Regions from separate parts of the Zea mays genome. Here region 2 is linked to region 1. A link is a contact called in public Hi-C data. All regions are on one chromosome and are shown on one strand. The core of a region is the stretch at or near the end of the contact, and the rest is flanking DNA. Distances in the headings are between cores, read along the strand shown. Region 1 has its middle 8.4 kb from the start of LOC100275748. Region 2 holds the start of LOC100304210.

Region 1 (5,334 bases), core at 1,243-3,742:
GTGATCAAACTGTCAAGCACAATTGATAATGCCACAAAACTACACATTTGTGTTTCTTCCGACTGAAGTTAATAAAAATGTCTGCTGAGTTATTTTATTCTTTTGGCTGAATATAGTACTGACAAGAATGGAAGTACATGAAAGTATTATAGGTATAATTGATGAGAAAATGAAAAATGGGTTTGACACACCTTTGCATTTTGCTGCATATCTTCACAGGTGAGGAGAGGATGGAGCAATGTGTAGCACGGTGCATCGGTGAAGATCATGAAGACATGAACCACCCGCGATCGTCGTGCGCCTGCGAAGCGATGTTGCATCCCCTCCTCGATCATCTTTGGCCACCATGGTCAATTTAGATGACGACAAATAAGAAAAGAAACTAAAAGTGATACGCCTTACCACTTATTCACAAACTCATTTCAAATAGGATGTTCTACTATCTGTTGAAGAGCATGATTTTCTTTTGGTTGATAGAAGCTTGGCGAGGTCGATCTCCCAGTCCTCCCTCGGTCCCTGGTTGTATGACCCCTTGTGCTTCTCCATGTCTTGGCTAGCTGTTTCTCCAGTTGGATGTCTAGGCTCTTGAGGTAGATCTTGACAGCACACATGTAGGACCCGATCTTCACCAGCGACGATGATGTGTCGCCAGCGCTCGACGCCATCGTGGCCCGAGACTGGCTTCTGCCACTGCCGCCGGTTCGTCCTCCTTGTCACACTGTTTACAACATTGAGGAGGGGATCCAGCTCCTCCCTCTCGAACAAAGACCGGGCCATCTCACCTTGAGCTCGGCCTCCAGCTCCTCTCGCTCGAGCCCCGTGGCGATGGGCATGACGTCCTCCACACTCGCCGGCTTGTCCCCTGCAACACACCCAAACGACCACCGACACTCGATCAGCGCTGGACGACGCCAGGGAATCGAGATCCGGGGATGTGAGATCCTTACCTGAGAGGAGCGGGATGGTGCGACGGAAAGCAGTGGCCGCCGAGGAGAGCGGGGCGGCGCGGCTACAGAGGAGGCGGATGCCGCAGGGGCCCCGGCGGCGACAGCGGTAGCCCTGCACAAGGCGGGGGCTAGGGTGTGGAGGCGGCGCCACATGGCGGTGGATGGGTGGGGTTAGGGTCTCTCGGCGGCGGTGGAAGTGGAGATGGATGGGTGCACTGTTGACAACAGGGATATTCGCCGTGGAAGGAAACTTGTCGCCCAGAGATCTCCCACCTTCAAATGACGGAAGGATGGAAGGAGGGTGGAGGATGGAAGGAGCGGCTGCGGCGCGGCTACGGGATGCGCGGGCGTATGCGGCGCGGCTGCGGGATGCGCGTCTGGGGCATATGCGGGGCGGCTGCAGGATGCGGTGGGCGGCAGATCGTGCGCCAAGAGGTGTTGGACGCCTACACTACTAACATAATTAGTAGTAGAGATATGTCGTTGTAACGCACGGGTGTGTAACTAGGGATGGCAATTTTACCCGCGGGTTCGGATATCCGATGGATATCCGACCCATCGGGTTCGGATTCGGGTACGTAATTTGACCCGCGGGTCTTATCCGTATCCGACCCGTGATAAAATCGGGTCGGGTACGGGTTTTATCTCTTGCCCGCGGGTACCCGGTGGATATCCGAAATTTGTGATACAACTTTTTAGCCCACCAAAAAAATCAGCCCAATGACCTATCTCATTAGCCCACGGCGACACTGAGTGCTGGGCTGTTGTCCCTTGGCGCAGGTACTGGCCTAGTTCATCCGCAATTGTGAGTAGTGAGCAGTGAGGAGAGCTCTGAAATGGCCCATAAGTGTAGCATGCACAAGAAGCACTGTTGCTGCTGCATAATAGCAGTTAATACAGTTATTGATACATAGGCACCACCGCACCACTTGACTCACCACGTACTAAATTCATGAGGAACTAAATTTTAATCATGAATTCATGTTTAACGACAAACTTCTTAGGAAACATGTGCATGCGATTATTTTGATAATTATTTTTTTATCAGTTATGATAAGTGTTAGCAAATCTTTTTATATCCGACGGGTACCCGATACCCGCCCGATACCCGATGGGTATGAGCACGGGCATAAAATTTTACCCGCGGGTATAGTTACGGGCGGGCATGAGTAATCTCCGCGGGTATGATCGCGGGTGAGTATTTTTCCTACCAGATCCGAACCCGACCCATTGCCATCCGCCCATCCCTATGTGTAACTAGTGCATATAAGAAGCCTGACAATGACGATGATCGCTCGACAGACAGAGCGAGCTTAACCCTTTCGTCTCGTGTGCTTGCGCCCTTGCGCTGATTTCCTAACGTGCAACACTGACTCCATGGGCTGATTGTCCTTTTTTCCCCCTTCTTTTAACCTCACGGGCCGATTTCTGTATCGGTTTGCCTATGCTTGCTTCGTCCCACATCGGCATTTGGATATTTGTCCGGGAAAAGAAACGGACCCCGGCCCGGTCCGGCCCAACCAACCCAAAGCTCCGGTCTCCCTCACGCTGGCGGAGTGGGGCCAGGTGCGGCAGCTGATCATTTCGTGCGCAGTGGACCTTCTGGGTAGGGTCTCTCACCGGGGCGGCCATCGCCAATTCGCCACGCTCGGCCACGAGCACTTCCATGCGGGCATGCGCTCTCGAGGCGCTGGGCTCTTTTGGAGGCTGGATAGCGAAAGGTCGGAGTTCTTGGATCTTGCGGCGATTACCAGTAATGCCTAGAGCCAAGACCAAGAGCATCCATCCGTTCGGAGACAACGTGCTCCGATAAAGCACAATGATCACCTCCTGTCCACCTTAAAAGTTGCAGTTCACAGCCTTTCCCCCATCTTGGATCGTGTTCTACGCTAATGCACCATTACTTCAGACTCTTGGAAGTCAAGACTTGGAGGTGACAAGCACAAATGGCAGTCCTAGTAGGAGGATGGCTAAGGTGGTGCGCGTTTTAGATGCCAATTAGAAGGACTAAACATGCTCTAGCTATAAGTCTAATTGCATGGCTAATTTACGAGGAGAATCTATTAAGCCTAATTAATTAATTGGTAGCACATTTTTTTAGCAAAATATAGGCTAATCATGGATTAGTTAGATTTAATAGATTCATATCGCGAATTAGCCATGGCTTATGTAATTAGTTTTGTAACTAGCACATGTTTAGTCATCCTAACTGTCATCCAAAATCCGGAGTAACTAAACTTTAGTCTGGGGATCCAAATACCCTGTAAGATGGTTTCCACAACATTAATCAAAAGCACCAAGTAAATAAAATTTATTATGCAGCATTGAAGCTAAGGAGGCGAAAGAGAAAAAATAGTTTGTCTTTTAACTTTTGTGGCGAATGTTTTGCCGCTCCTACAACTAGGGGTGATAGTGAATCATGATTGAAATATTTCTTCAATATCCATTTGAGTTGTTAGAAGATTCATTTTGGTTCTTAATTAATTTTAGTTCAAAAATAAATAGAAATAGAGTATGATCTTAATGATATGATCCTTAAATTCTATTTTTGTAGTGTAAAATTTAGAGTCTACTGGCTATATCTCTTTTAATGGATACTTGATCGTCATTGGTCTTTTCTCTGGGTGGATGCTTTGCAACCAAGATCGTGTTCCTGTCATCATGTGGCGGATGCTTTGATCTCCATGGGTTGTGCAGACTGCAGAGCTGCCCTCTGGTTGATATTTTGCTACAGTTATTAGTGGATGACCGTGTTATCTCCTTGGATGGATGTTTTGCCACCACCGGGTTGATTTCTTCATAAGAACGCTATTGGGTGTCATAGCCGATGGTTCCCCTGCTCTGTCTCGCCGTTTCTGTTTTTCTTGGTATCTTATGATAATCCTTGGATTACCTCGCCTGACCTTATACTCAAAACTTGTATTTTAGTAATGTAATATGTTTCTACCTCTTTCTAATGAAATATGTATCCAAGATACCGTCGAGGAAAAAAATTATTCTGATTTCAGACCTTAGGCATGCACAACTTAATTAAATGATAGGTCTCTATAAATATTATGTTTTGACTGTATTTATGATCTAAGACTTAAGATTGTATTAAACAGTTTTTTTAGCTTTATCTTATATTTGAAAAACCGATTCAAAGGTTCAAGAGTGTGCATGCCCTTATATCCATCTCCTAGCGAGAGGGAAATGGAAATACAAACCGTAGCAGCAGCGCTGTAGCGGAGACCCATTTCTTCACCACCTTTTCTGTATCCATACTCCCTCCAACAAGAAAAGGTAATCATACAAAAGTCATGCCTCAACGGATATGATTGCTCGAACACAGATAAACAAAGACAAGATTCCGACAACATTCTGCACCCTGTGGACAATGCCAATTGTCTAGCATATTAGCCATAGACAAAGTTCCATCTCTCTCTTACGAGAAAATTTGAAATTTGTATTCCCAAGCCTCTCAAGATTTGATATCCTGATCTAACTGACTCACAGTAGCATCACATATCATTATGATAAGAGTGTCAAATCTTAAAATACTTATAAATTAGGTTGTTCATAGTGAGCAGCGCTATCGCATACAGCACCGCAGATAGAGTGGAATATGCAGTAGAAAGTTACTGCAACGGTGCAACCATGTACTCATTCAACAACTATAAACTAAGGGAGACCACCACCAACGTTATTTTTATTTTTTAGAGTGTATACCCGGCCTACTACAAACAAGGGAGGCCCACCTGCATAGCAATACAACAGCATGATGCAGTTGAGTGTGAGATGAAATAGGATTGAAAAAATAATATAATATATGGTGGTTGGTATAGAGTTGAGATTTAGAGTAAACATGACTACGTAGGATTGTAGTATAGAGTAAATAATTTTGATGACAAGGCCAAAATATTTTTTTTGGTAGAAACTTAGAGCATATGAGTATATATAGCCTAAATCATGAATGTGACATCCTTGTTCTTCATGTCCATCCTGTTTGATAAAGTGAAGAACTTTAGGGAAGTGTTTGGTTCCACCCAACTAAAGTTTAGTGGCTATCACATTGAATGTTTAAATAATAATTACTGATACTAAATATAATCTAATTATAAAACTAATTACATAAATAAAGACCAAAAGACAAGACGAATTTATTAAACCTAATAAACCTATATTTAATACTCATAATTTATAGTTAAATGTTTGGTGTGATACAAAACTAAACTTTAAAAACAGTGGAACAGTAGCCAACACTTAGAAAGATTCATAGTAATATAGTATCTTCGTGTTTCTGAAGTGTTGCTGCAATGCTGCTGGCTGCTAGACAGCCCTTGCTCTGCTGCGCTGCAAGTTTGCAATGTTCCTCCCGGGATGCGCCCCCCGCGGCTTTGCCTGGAAA
Region 2 (5,334 bases), core at 1,108-3,607, 520 kb before region 1:
TCTTGCAAATCAGTAATGTGATTTTCCTACTTCGTGCTTTTTACAATGATATCATCAACATAAGTTAGCACATTTCTACCTATCTGAGACTGGAGAACCTTCGCAGTCATTCTACTGAAACTTCCTCCAGCATTCTTGAGCCCCTCAGTCATCCGAAGGTAACAATATGTTCCACTAGGGGTTATGAAACTGGTTTTGGGCTCATCCTCCTTCTTCATCCAAATTTGATGATAGCCTGAATAACAATCGAGAAGACTCATAAGTTCTGACGAAGCTGCTGCATCAACTAAGGAGTCTATCCTTGGCAATGTGAATTCATCTTTCGGACAAGCCTTGTTAAGATCTGTAAAATCGATACACATTCGCCATTTGCCATTGGCCTTTTTTACCATAACAGTATTAGCTAGCCATTCTGGGTACTTTACTTCTCTGATAACTCCTGCGCTGAGGAGTCTTTTGACTTCATTACGAGCACCTTCGGCCTTATCATCAGACATTTTCCGAAGCCTCTGCTTTCTGGTTCTGAAGGATGGGTCAACATTGAGAGAGTGTTCAATAACATCCCTATTAACTCCGCAGAGATCATTGGCTGACCATGCAAAAACATCTTTGTTGTTGAACAAAAACCTTATCAAGGTTTTCTCCTGTTCTTCGGATAATTGAGAGCCCAACAGCACCTTCTGCTCTGCTATGTCCTCACATAATAGCATGGGCTTCGGCTGATCTGCTGAAGCTGCTTTCTCCCTTCTGAATTTGTACTGTTCACAAGCTTCAGCTCCATCTATGTTATGGATTGCTTTTGAGTCAGTCCAGTTTCCTTCGGCCCTTCTGGCAGCTTCCTGACTTCCATGAATAGCGATGGGTCCTTGATCCGAAGGTATCTTCATGCAAAGATAAGCAGGATGAAGAATTGCTTCGAAAGCATTGAGGGTGCCACGACCAATAATTGCATTGTAAGGGTACTCCATGTCAACAATGTCAAACACAACTTGCTCAGTTCTAGTGTTGTTGATGAATCCGAAGGTCACTGGCATGGTGATCTTGCCCAGTGCTACAATCTGTCTTCCTCCGAAGCCACAGAGAGGGTGTGTAGCATCATTAATCTTATCTTCTGGCTCTTGCATTTGCCTAAAGGCCTTAGCAAATATGATATCAGCTGCACTGCCTGTATCAACCAAGACATTGTGGACCAGAAATCCTTTGATAACACAAGAGATAACCATGGCATCGTTGTGTGGGTAATCCTTGAGTTGAAGGTCCTCTTGGGAGAAGGTAATAAGAATGTGAGACCATCTTGACTTGATGAAGGGTCCTTGCACCCCAACATGCTGTACCCTTCTCTGTGCTTCCTTCTTCTGCTTCTTGTTGGCTGGCTCTGAACATGAACCGCCTGTTATTGGGAGTAGCAGCTTCGGAGCCGAAGCAGCTCCAGCTTGATCGTTGAACGAAGCCATCAGCTCAAAAAAGTGGAAGTGAGTTCACCGGAGGTGGGCGCCAATGTTGGGGACTTGTTCTCAAATGCTATGAATTAAGAACAAGGCAACATAAAATGTTAAATGTTAACGTCCTTCGTCCATGAAGCATTATTCCCTTGAGGATAATGAACCTTGGACAAAGGTTAATGAGAATATGATTACGAAGGTTAAGTCTTCGTAATTGAATTTTAATAGATTGTATAAGATAACATAAAATAAAGGGTATCGAAGGTAAATGAATCATAAACGAATTATATTATAATATATTGAATCATTGAATACAGTTATACCTCTGCCTTGGCAAAGATTGGTTCCCGAATGATGCGATTGCAATTATCAGAATCCGTGAACAGTAAAGGAATACTGTTTACTATTTATAGACACAGGACACAGTCTGTGAAGAATTACAATTATGCCCCTCATAAAAGTTTACAACATTGACTCAGACCCTTATGGACTAAAAGGTCATTCTATCTTTAAGTCGGTTTGTAATACCGAAGCTTCATGAGGAGGAACCTTCGGCCATCCCATACAAACAGCTTCAGCCGAAAACCGCTTCTTCCTACAAGACCTTCGGCGACGAAGCATAGTCCCAACAGGTTTAAAACATCCCAACTAATTTAGTTAATTTCTTGTTAGTTAACTAATAATTAGCTCTAGAGATTTGAAAGATCGATAAGTTGATAAAAATTTATATACCAGTTATTTTTTAAGAAATTATATTATATAGTGTATGTGTTAAAACTAGCTAACCAAAAGGTGTCCATCTTATCGATGACAAATTGTTAAAGATCCCCCACGCAACAAGGAGAGGTGTCCGAGGCCTCCCACCTCATAATTCCAACCCACTGTGTGTGCCGCTGTAGCAGCGCGCGCCACCACCGTCAACTTCTCCCCACCTCGCCGCCGTCTAGATTTCGTCTCCTGGGCTCGAGCAACCGAAGCAGGCTTGGGGTGTTCTCGGAGAGAATCGTTGCCTCGGCCGATGCCGGCCCTGATGTAGGTTTCTGCTCTGCTTTGCCCGGTGCCAACGTCTCTCCCGGAGTAGCGGTTCCGCCGCCCCATGATCTGCCAGTTGGAACACATGGGCGTTCACGGAGGAGGTATCGCTGCTGCTGTCGCCGTTCCGTTCCAATTGCTTGCTTTTCGTTTCGTTTCGTGGGTTGCGTAGGGTGGTTTGGTACTTGGATTCGTGTGAATAACGGGGAACGTGGCAGGTTGCTCTGCTGGACAGTGACCGCATTTGGTAGCGGTGGAGGAAGACGACGAAGAGGAGGAGGAGTAGGCCATGAAGGAGGTGGCCGAGGAAAGGTGCCTTGACCCGCAGCTGTGGCACGCGTGCGCTGGCGGCATGGTGCAGATGCCGCCCGTGCGCTCCCGTGTCTACTACTTCCCGCAGGGTCACGCGGAGCACGCGCATGGCGGCGGGGCCGCGGACCTCGCCGGGGCGCGAGCGCTCCCGTCGCTCGTGCTCTGCAGCGTCACCGGGGTGCGCTTCCTGGCCGATCCGGAGACCGACGAGGTCTTCGCCAAGATCCGCCTGGTGCCGGTCGCGCCCGGCGAGGTGGAGTTCCGAGAGCCCGATGAGTTCAGCGTCGACCCCGCGGACGCCCGGGAGAAGCTTTCTTCCTTCGCCAAGACGCTGACGCAGTCCGACGCCAACAACGGTGGCGGCTTCTCGGTGCCGCGCTACTGCGCCGAGACCATCTTCCCCAAGCTCGACTACCGGGCCGACCCGCCGGTGCAGACGGTGCTTGCCAAGGACGTGCACGGGGAGGTCTGGAAGTTCCGCCACATTTACCGGGGCACGCCGCGCCGGCATTTGCTCACCACGGGATGGAGCACGTTCGTCAACCAGAAGAAGCTCGTCGCCGGGGACTCCATCGTCTTCCTGCGCACTGAGCATGGCGAGCTGTGCGTCGGGATACGGCGTGTCAAGCGGGTGTCCTGTGGTGGCATGGAGTGCATGTCTGGGTGGAACGCCCCGGGGTATGGGGCCTTGTCGGCATTCTTGAAGGATGAGGAGGGTAAGATGATGAAGAGTCATGGTGGGTACATGAGAGGTAGGGGGAAGGTGAAGATCACGGATGTTGTCAACGCCGCAAGTCTAGCAGCGAGCGGACAACCATTTGAAGTTGTGTACTACCCGAGAGCTAGCACACCGGAGTTTGTTGTGAAGGCTGCATCGGTACAGAACGCGATGAGGAACCAGTGGTGCCCGGGGATGAGGTTCAAGATGGCATTTGAGACAGAGGATTCGTCAAGGATCAGTTGGTTTATGGGGACGATAGCTTCTGCTCAGGTTGCTGACCCAATCAGATGGCCAAATTCACCGTGGAGGCTTCTTCAGGTTTTGCTTGATCACATGTTTCCAATACTTGTATGCAATACTGCATTGTGAGCTGATGCGTGTTATTTTTAACTTACTTCTGTCGAAGTGTTATTTTTTAGCTTACCTATGGTATCTCCCATTCCATCTCCCATTTCAAACTTACCTTTGTGAACAATGCGGTCTATAGTGCAAAAACGGTGTTTTGTACAGCTTTTGGGTGAACTGGCTAGCGCGGACAACACATAGTGTATAGTGCTCAACTGTTTGTAGCCCACCTGAAGCATCTGGAAGCCTTTATATTACTAGACAAAAAAATCAATTATGAAATTGGGCATCTGAGGAATTATTGGGACATGCTTAAAATTATGAAATTGGACATCTTAAGAATTATTGGGAGATGCTTAGATGGGCGAAAATCCACATCTCTAGCTGTGTTAGACTAGTATGGGGACAAGTTTTCTACAGTTCTTAACCATAAAGAACAGGTTAGAAAACACAATTTTACTACTTTACCTATATAACAACAATGAACTATACCATCTGTTTGATTCAGTTACTTTCTCTTCTGAATGTATAGTTTTCAAATTTTTAGTTTGTTTTGTCAGTCTCTTCTGGTCAATGGTCACTGAGATCAGTGTTGTCACCTTCTACAACATTGTTTTCCATCTCCATGTATCCTACCATCATAGGTGACAGATTCAGTTTGCAGCGTCTTTCAGCTACATAGTGTTTTTGTGTGTCTGTTTCCGCACAATTTGGAAGCTGGTAAACATCGTTTTGTTAGCATCAGGAGGCATTAGGGAACATTGGAGGTTTTGTTTGAGACACTTACCAATCCTTCCTCACAGACGCGATCTGCTTTATATGTGTCTAGCTAAAATTGAAATGTGGGGAGTGAACTGATTAACATTCACATATTTCTAACAAAACATCCATTTATATATAGGTCTCTCGGTCCTGGACTCCTGCCTGAATCAGTTGGTCCTTTTTTTCCAAGTTAATGGCAATACCTTACATTTGCCTATATGATCATTGCCCTTATAAGATTGGTAGCTGATCTTTAACTGCAGCATAGCATTGTACATCCGTACATTGAGAGAAATCCAGGCACCAACAATAATATCGATATAGCATTAGTTTACCCAATTCGCAACCTGCTGTTCTTCGTCTGTCCTTACCCTAGCACATTTTCGTTTCTTGGAATTGCCTTGGTACATAGCTTGACAGGCAATGTAGGAATGCAATTTTAGGTGTCTTACTAGCAGTGTTAAGCGAGGCATTTGAAGCTCACCAGCTTATATTGTCAGATGTTATCAATTATAGCAGATGCAGAAAGAATTTACTTTTGAACACTGAAAGAATTTACTTGTGAAATTGGCACACAGTTTATTGTTATATGATGCTTCCTTTGTCCTTATTGTGTGCGCTATGTCTTTTTGCCACTCTTCACACAGTTGAGAATTTACTGCAGGTGGCATGGGATGAACCGGACTTGCTGCAGAACGTGAAATGTGTGAACCCATGGCT

What was found. Hi-C and Micro-C count contacts between places; a contact is called where the count stands out from the background.
Region 2: a contact with region 1 is called in a Hi-C map of tassel, with 4 times the contacts expected there. The contact joins the promoter of LOC100304210 here to the enhancer-like site in region 1. A contact is called at or near these places in 3 of 25 Hi-C or Micro-C datasets (ear, endosperm and tassel).

What each region holds. Positions count from the first base shown.
Region 1 is chr1:235,870,304-235,875,637 of Zm-B73-REFERENCE-NAM-5.0, reverse strand. It overlaps the pseudogene LOC103645353. Among protein-coding and RNA genes, the nearest start is that of LOC100275748, 8.4 kb to the right of the region's middle. Within about 2 kb of position 2,492, at least 18 of the 20 cell types and tissues checked have an H3K27ac peak or open chromatin away from gene starts, as enhancers often do. A contact at or near this core is called in ear, endosperm and tassel, where this site is marked.
Region 2 is chr1:236,388,921-236,394,254 of Zm-B73-REFERENCE-NAM-5.0, reverse strand. LOC100304210 reads left to right here and starts at 2,357. Exons shown (of 4, transcript NM_001165660.1): 1 at 2,357-2,578; 2 at 2,693-3,825; 3 at 5,279-5,334. The coding sequence starts at 2,764.